Regions from separate parts of the Mus musculus genome. Here region 2 is linked to region 1. A link is a contact called in public Hi-C data. All regions are on one chromosome and are shown on one strand. Each heading gives the region's core, a stretch centred on a gene start, on an enhancer-like site or on the middle of the called end of the contact. The rest is flanking DNA. Distances are from core to core; before and after follow the strand shown.

Region 1 (4,456 bases), core at 807-3,306:
CCTCATGCCAAGCCGTAAATGGCCAACACAAAATGAACTCAGTGGTATCTTTGGAGACTTTCTTTTCCCATTATAATGCTTAATTTGGGCTTACACATGCACGCACATGCATGTGCACACAGACACACACACCTTACAGATCTTTTGGTTATATAGTATAGTTTCTGGTTTTGTGTTTTTAGGGGATTTCTGTGTAGATGAATGTGTGAGTCTCTGCATCTGTGTGTGTTTCTGCCTCTTTTTCTCTGGCTCTCTTTTTTTTTTTTTCTTTGTTTTGTTCTATCCTGGCTTGTCTGGTTTTATTTTATTATCTAATTGTTTGTTTGTTTGCTTGTTTTAGATGCCTGTTTGTTTTCTAGTGAAAGAGAGGGGTGTGAAGAATTTGGGTGGGTGGGTGGGGAAGTGGGAATGGTCTGAGAGGAGTTCAGGGAAGGGAAACCATGATCAGAATGAATTGTATGAAAAAAATCACAGTTGCCTTGGTTTTTACTGTATTCCACTTCTTGGTTTCCAAGCCAGAACATAAATATTTAGGTGAAATCACATTTATAAAGTCCTTAACCTACTAACCCCAGAGTTGTACGGATTGTCCCTTGCTTTCACAATGGACCCAGATATTGTTTTAGTAAGTACGTAAGAGGAAATCCAATCCTGTGTATAAGATTCCCATACTTTAAAGACATTCTTTAAAACATTCCTACTGCTATAATATTAAAATAAAAAACTAAAACTAAATAAAAGCCAGGGGCTAGAGGGATGACTCGGTACCTTAGAGCACTTGCTGCTCTTACAGAGAACCAAGGTTCTCTCCTAGTAGCCCGCATAGTGGCTCACAACCTAAAATTCTTTTTCTCAAATTTAGGCATGGTGGCCCACACCTTTAATCCCAGAACTCAGTAGGCAGAAGCAGGCATATCTCTTTGAGTTCAAATCCAGTCTGCTCTACAGAGTGAGTTCCAGGACAACCAGGGCTTGTCTTGAAGGCTTAAAACAACAACAACGTCCCTTGCTCACAGAGGCTGCGGTTCATTCTGACATAACCTCCCTTTCCCCACCCTGATCCCCTCTACGACTTATTTAATCTTCACAATCTAATGGAGATGAACATGCAAACACGGAACTTCAGAATATAAGCAATTGTTTTAGGGGGCTTTATGTACCAATAATCCACTTCTTCTTCATTCTGATTGATGCTCTGGCGTATGCGTGCACTGCAAGGTGTCCATTCACTTTCTTGATAGAAAGTTGGGCTGTTTCCAGCTTAGAGTTATTAAAAATAAACCGCTGTAAATATTTTTGCACAAATCTTCTGTGGACATATTTTTCATTTTTTCTTGCAGCACTCATTCAGAAAAGAAAAATATTTACACTCTCTTGAGTTATAAGACAACCTCCAAATTCTCCTATCCTTAACTCTTGAGGGAGAATGGTTACCTTAGACAACACTGGATACTAACTGAGTCCTCAGGAGATGGCCTGTGGAAATGGCGAAAGAGGAGAATTTATACAATTAGTTGCTTCTCCTAGAAATAACAATCTTGCAATTTTCTTTGTTGTGTGACAGTATAAATACACATTTCAAAGACTGCTTTGAAAAGCAATCATATCCAATGTGCATACATACAGAAATGCATAAATTATTATATATTCATGCCGTACTGTATTCCACACACAGCTCAGTCACTCATAGAACAATCTATGATGACAGTTTTTAAAATTACTGCAAAATGCTCCAAACACTCCAGGTACCAGCTGGGCTCGTAGCTTCGTTCCCAGCTAATGTGCTAGCAATCTATCTCCATAATCCTTTCCAGACCCTGTTTCCTAGGATCATTTGTGACATTTTTTATTTTGAGTCAAGTTCCCCAGGAAACAGACTCTGAGACGGAGATTAGTGTTTGCAGAGACTGAATGAACATTTCCGTAATAGAAACTTCTACTGACCCTGTGCAGTGTGCGATATTTCTAGAGTCAGCCTTTGTACCTCTCACCTAAAGGAGGCATTAGATAGGAGTCACCTCAAGGAAGGAGGCCTCCCAGAGCACAGCAGCTCAGGGCAATTATTAGAGAGGGCTGAGGGGGTGTGGCCAAAGCAGCACAGCATCCACTGCATAAGAGCTGAAGCCTAGCTAAGTAGCCACGAATCATCATCTAAGAGTTTGATGCCTGAAAGAAAGGCCTAGGCAAGAGGGAGATTTAGAGTCTGACATTTAGGTGAAACAGAATTGGGTGATTCCAAACCTAGACATTTCAAAGTAAATTGTTTAAGGTGAGCTGGATTAGTGGTGCAACCCTGTAGTCACAGCTACTTGGGGGGGGGGGGTTGGGGGGGGCTGAGACAGGAGAATCAAATGTTCTAAGTTGACCTGGGACCCAAAGTGACTCCATGGCCAACCTGACAACTTAGTGAAACCCTATTCCAAAATGAAAAGTAGGGAAAAGAGAGAGACAGAGAGGGGGAGAGGGAGGGAGGGGGAGAGGGAGGGAGAAAGAGAGGAAAGAGAGAGAGAGAGAGAGAGAGAGAAGCTCAGTGGAAGAATGCTCACCTGGTATGCATGAGGTTCTCTAGGTTCACTGTCCAATAATGAGAAAAACAAGGAAGAAGAGGAGGGGGAGGGGAGGAGAGATGGAAACAGAGAAGAATTCAAAGTAAGTGAGAAGTAGCAGTGAGTGAGGTGGGAAGAACACTAGGAATGTGGGGCCAGGAACGCAAATGCCAAGAGCATCTTCAGAAAAATGAAATCACCAATGGTATGCAACACTCCAAGTTGGTCCAGGGAGATGAGGACCATCATATCGAGCTATGTGAATGCCACTAGCAATCTTTTTTTTTTTAGATTTATTGATTTATTTTATGTATATGAGTACATAAACTGCATGCCAGAAAAGGGTGTCAGATCACATAATTGATGGTAATAAGTTACTGTGTGGTCTCTGGGAATTGAACTCAGGACCTCTGGAAGAACAGTCAGTGCTTTTAACAGCTGACCATCTCTCCAGCCCAGTCACTGGCAATCTTGACAAAAGGTAAAGTAGCGTGGCATAAAGATGTGACTGGAATAGGATTTCAGGCAGAGGACGGAGAGGGATGAGAAGCAGTGAAAATAAACTGGTTGAGGGCTTTGCAGCAAGGGGGCAGGAAAGAATGCACTGGAAGGGAGTCAGAACTGAGCAATTTTGCAAACTGATGAAATAGGATGCTTATGTGTGACAAAAAAATGATTAGTCACAAGAAACAAAGTGATAGTGTCAAGAAGGGGTTGACACTGGGGTGGTGACATCTTGTGTAGATGGTGTGAAATCACGCACATGGCAGATCCAACAACCAGAGTAAAGAGAGGCAAGGCTGAGTGAGTGAGAGACGCTGGGAGCACTGGAGACATTCTTTTGATTGTTTTAGTTTTCTGTGACAGGAATCACAGGAACGAAAATGGAGGGGAGGTTTTTGATGAAGGATGGGAGGGTTTTAAGCAATCCTGGAGAGTGAGGAAGTAAGTGGGAAGGGGATGAAGTATGATATCTGAGCGGCATTCAAGTGGCATGTGTGTGCGTATGCAGGAGTGTGTGTGTTTGTCTGTGTGTCTGTGTGTCTCTGTGTGTGTATCTGTGTGTCTCTCTGTGTCTGTATGTGTCTCTCTGTGTGTCTATATGTGTCTTTCTCTGTCTGTCTGTGTACATTCATTTTCCTGTGCATGTGCATGTGTGTGTGTGGTTATGTATGCTCATGTATGAGCATGCAAATTAGTCTAAGGTGGGCATGATGGGAGTGAGCAGTCTTCACTGCTTATACATTTATAAAATGGGGAAGAATGAACGCCTCACTCATTGAGCTGTTGGGAGGTTGTGATAATTAAACAATAATGCTTGTGATATGCTTGGCACATGGTATCACTTTGTGACCTTTCATTGGTTTTTACCTCATAGAGTACACTACTATATATTATATATTTATTATATATTATATTTTTTGTTGTTTTTCTGTTTGTTGAGACAGGGTCTCAATGTGTAGCTCTGGCTTGTCCTGGAACTCACTCTGTAGACCAGGCTGTCTTTTAACTCCCAGATCTGCCAGCCACTGTCTCCTGAGTGCTAGGATTAAAGGCATGGGTTGGCAATATCCAATTTATTCATTATATATATTTGTCTACATCTATATGGGCTCCTAGGACCTCAAATTTTTAAACATCATCTGGTCCACGCCCTTAGCTAGTAATCTGAATTCCATCCCACCTGGTCTGGCTCTGCTTAGCATCAGGGTGAATGTGCATCCATTTCATCCTTGGACATCTTGGTCTGGTTTCTGTAAATCCTACTCATTTGGTTGCACACTGAAGAAATCATTCCTTTCTTTGTCTCGCTTTTGTAATAGTCATTTTTATAGTTGGCTGCAGATCAGATGTGACCCTGTGCTACCATGCTGCACCCTTCCAACGTACTCTCTAACCCTTTCTTCCTT
Region 2 (4,456 bases), core at 845-3,344, 190 kb before region 1:
AGTCATTACATGAACTGAAAAATAAAACCAATTAACACAGGACAGAAAAGAACAATCAACAATTCCATACAACTGGAAACATCAGGAGGAGGAAAAGATTCAAGCTCACTGTAAACACAAGAACAAGACAGTCAACTCTGTCAGCCAGTGTATATTACGCTGAATTTCCCCATAAAATACGAAGAGTGTCAGATAAGATTCAAACTGTCCACCTCTGTATATGAAGAAAGGCAAAATTAAAGGCATGCACAAAGAAACCTCTCTCTCTCTCTCTCTCTCTCTCTCTCTCTCTCTCTCTCTCTCTCTCTCACACACACACACACACACACACACACACACACACACACCCAGATGGTCTTTGTCACCAATTTCTGGCACTGAGCGTCAGAACACTTGAGATTTTCTGAGTAATAGGAATGTCTTTGTTATGCTAATGAGGCAACTCCAGGTGGAGGCCTTAGATAGCTTCAAAATGGTGACAGTCAGAGAACCAATCACATGATTAGAAGGCTGGAACTTTCAGTGACTTGACCTTGGGAGAGAGGAAGGATGCTAGAGATTAACTTCAATCCTAAGGTTAGTGATTTAATCAATTCTGCCTATAATGAATGATGGAGGAAAAAAAAAATCAGGTCACTGAAGCTTGCAGGAGCTTCCTGGTTGGAGAATGCATTGTGAGGGCTAACATGCCTGGTGCCACAAGAGAAGCCCCTCCTCCTCCTCCCAGACCAGGCCCTGTCCTTGTTATGTCCTTGAACTATCTTTTGCCTCTTGTCATAATGTAAGTGTAAGTGTAGTGCTTTATTTTCATTTTTCTTAATACATATGGGTATATATAAGTGTGTGTGTATGTATGTGTGCATATATGTGTGTGTATATATGTATGTATATATGTATATGTATATGTGTGTGTATGTATATACATTTGTGTGTGTGTATGTGTGTGAACATGTGTGTGCATGTGTGAGTGTAGAGGTAGTGGTCAGAGAGTCAGTAATCTCTTTTCATCATGGAAACTCCAGGGATGGAACTCAAGTTATCAGGCGTGATATCAAGTACTATTACCAGCTGAGCCATCTTGCTGACCCATGTTTTTGGTGAATTCTGTGAGTCATTCTACTGAGCTATCAAGCCTGAAGTGGAGTTCTAGAAACCTCCATGTTATAGACAAGTCAGATAGAGAAGTGTGAGTATCTACTTCTAGCTGGCATCTGACATTAATTTTCATATGCCTCACAACTGAAAATAAAACTCTGAGGTGGCATCTGAAGATCAGTTGTTCCAGAGTAATAGTACTGAAATTAAAATCGCCAAACAAGATAAAGAGAAAAATGTAGACTTTGTGGAAGAATATGAGTGTGTACCAAAAGCAACAGCAGCTAAATATGTGAAGGAAAAATGCAATGCAGGGGAATGGGCTAAAAATAATTGTAGAGAACAACAACAAAAGAAAGGAAAAAAGAAATCTTTCAGAGTTTGTGGAATTTACCAGACAAAAATGAATCTGGAGAAATTTAGCAATGCGATCAGAGAACTCAATTTAGTAGATACTTCTTAGAAACTACAGTGCTTCAAAAGAGAATATAGAATATACTCTGTGATGTTTGTAAACTTTGATTGTGTAATTGACCCTAGAGAAAGCCATAAACTTAAAAAAAAGAAGAAGAGAATAGGGAGAGAAAGAAAGGGGAAAAAAGAGGAGGAGAAGGGGGAATGAGAGGCTGGTCATGGTGGGACATGAGTAATCGCAACACTTGAGAGATGGAAACAGACAGATCACAAGTTCTCAGCTAGCATTGGCTATGGGCCACTCAAGACCACCCTGGGCTACCCTGTTTCAAAAAGAGAGATGCAAAAATCATCATCTTCTCTGATTACAGTCCTCAGAAATTAGAGATAAAAACCATGACAGGATAAATTAAAAATAGTCATTCTAGGCCCACTAGATGGCTCAGTAGACCAGTTCCCAACATCCACACTGAATGGCTTACAACTGCCTAGCACTCCAGTTCCAGATCAGACACTCCCTCCTGGCCTCTGCAGGCACTGAACACATGAGGGACACACAGAAACAGACCAATACATATGCATACAAAGTAAAATACGAATAAATCTTAAAACAAACAAAAACCCAACCACCCCTTAGTCTCTTGGGGCACTCCCTGAATCCCCATGGATACCAAAAATCCACTTATGCTTAAGTCCCTTATATGAGCTGGTGTCATAGTTGGATATAAGCCACATATATCCTCTTACATATTTTAAATCTTTCTAAACTTCATATAAAGCTTTGTCTAATACAAATGTTATGTAAATAGCTGTTATGGTGTATTGCTTAGGGAATAAGGATCAGAAAAAGTCTGTACTTGATCATAGCAGACAGTTTTTCTGGTCTGAGGTTGGTTGAATATGTAGCCATTGAACCTGTAGACACACATGGCCAAGTGTTATAAGAAACACATTTAAGATGATCTTTGAATAAACACACACACACACACACACACACACACACACACACACCTCTATCAAACCTGAACCATTCTCCACTACAATCTGTAATGTCAAGTACAATGAATACTCCAAGCAGAACTTAACATTAAATATCTTTATCACTCAAAAAGTTAAAAATAAAATAATTTAGTATTCGCCACAAGGAGTTAAAGTGAACATCAAAGTAACTAGAAAGAAGAGAATGGACTGAGGCAAAGTTGAAACATGAAATAGCATGAAGGTAGAAAGGATAAATAAAAGAGAAGGGGAACAAGCATAGGGAAGCAGAGACAGCCACAGACTCAGAGGACAAGCAGAATGGTGTTGCTTTTGGGGACCCACCAGAGGAGATTAACATGGATTCCAGCCAACAGAATGTCCTCATTAGCCATCTGGCCACTATACTGGGTTCCTTTTCACAGCTACTTACTTGCTACTTAATTGTTTACACTGGAGAACCCACTCCTTTAAGTCCTTGTGCCTGTTATCCCTCAAGTGTTCATCTAGAATGTCAAAGTGTGGAGAGCCGTGAGCAATTGCCATCACGAGCCTCCGCTGTGCCTAACTGGTAAACAAGTAATGTGCGCAGGTGCAAGAGAAAATTTGTGCCAAGTCACTGCCCATCCCGGGGCATAGTAGTGGGGTGATGATGAGTGAGCAGCTAATCAGGAGCTGACACGTCACATGGAGGGGTATATAAGCAGCATCATTTTCCTTGTTCGGGGTTCTTCTTTCGCCTATGCAATCAATGCTTTCCCAATAAACGTGTGCAGAAGGATCCTGTTGCAGCGTCGTTCTTCCTGGCCAGTTGAGGGCGTGCAAGAAAGGGAAGCAGAGACAGCCACAGACTCAGAAAACAAGCAGAATGGTGTTGCTTTTGGGGACCCACCAGAGGAGATTACCATGGATTCCAGCCAACAGAATGTCCTCATTAGCCATCTGGCCACTATACTGGGTTCCTTTTTACAGGTACTTAGTTGCTACTTAATTGTTTACACTGGAGAACCCACTCCTTTAAGTCCTTGTGCCTGTTATCCCTCAAGTGTTCATCTAGAATGTCAAAGAAGGGTGTGGCTCACTTAAATCTAGATTCTGGGCTTCCAAGTGTGCAGTAAGCTGTCTCCATTGTCATTCCACTGTTGGTGGCGACAGGCACCACCAGCTCTGCGGTAGCTGGAACTTCCCCCCTAATTATGGTAGGGACAGGCATCACAGGCTCCACTATAGCTGGAACTTTACCCCTAGTGAACAAGGGATAAAACTAAGTAAATCAGTGCCCAAGTAGACATAGACCTGGGCCATCTAGAAAAGTCTTCTCCCTATCTGTAAGTCCAGTTATACTCCTTAGCCCAGGTTATTCTTCAGGATCGAGGAGGTTGGACCCACTCTTTATGAGACAAGGATGTCTCTGTAAGACCCTGTGAGAAACCTGTTGCTTCTATGGCACTCAGGATATGTTTTTGTGCTTGCAAGCTCACCCCTGAGAAAGGCTCGGGTCTTCACTATGGTCCTAAAAGCACAGTGTTCTCACAGGCTGGCTTATAAAGACTTTCTGTTGGCTCGAACTCATGTCCAAGTAGTATTCTCTGGTGGATACCTCACAACAACGTCACTGCATCAAGCTTATAGCAAAAGGGAAGTGGATGATTTTCGTGAAAATGTTAATGATTAAAATATTGATTTGAAAGGAAACAAGTAGAAACCTAGAACACATAAGAAAGTATCTATGGTGCTCTGAATATAAATGCCCCCCCCAAGGCCCATAGAGAGTGGCACTATTGGGAGACGTAGCCTTGTTGGAGTACTTGTGGCTTTGTTGGAGGAAGTATGTCACTGGGAGTAGGCTTTCAAGTCTCAGATGCTCAAACCAGACCCAGCATCTCACATTCTTCCTGCTGTTTGCCAATATGATGGAGAACTCTCAGCTACCTCTCCAGCACCATTGTAGGGATGTGTGCTACCATGA

Evidence for each region. A called contact is a pair of places that touch in the nucleus more often than the background predicts.
Region 2: a Hi-C map of cortical neurons shows a contact between it and region 1, with 1.9 times the contacts expected there. The contact joins two enhancer-like sites. A contact is called at or near these places in 8 of 484 Hi-C or Micro-C datasets (cerebral cortex, cortical neurons and embryonic stem cells) and 1 of 115 datasets of contacts at active chromatin or transcription factors (astrocytes).

What each region holds. Positions count from the first base shown.
Region 1 is chr3:97,347,166-97,351,621 of GRCm38.p6, reverse strand. No RefSeq gene overlaps it. Among named protein-coding and RNA genes, the nearest start is that of Gm40101, 19 kb to the right of the region's middle. Within about 2 kb of position 2,056, at least 3 of the 459 cell types and tissues checked have an H3K27ac peak or open chromatin away from gene starts, as enhancers often do. A contact at or near this core is called in cortical neurons, where this site is marked.
Region 2 is chr3:97,536,344-97,540,799 of GRCm38.p6, reverse strand. No RefSeq gene overlaps it. Among named protein-coding and RNA genes, the nearest start is that of Gm40102, 7.7 kb to the left of the region's middle. Within about 2 kb of position 2,094, at least 4 of the 459 cell types and tissues checked have an H3K27ac peak or open chromatin away from gene starts, as enhancers often do. A contact at or near this core is called in cortical neurons, where this site is marked.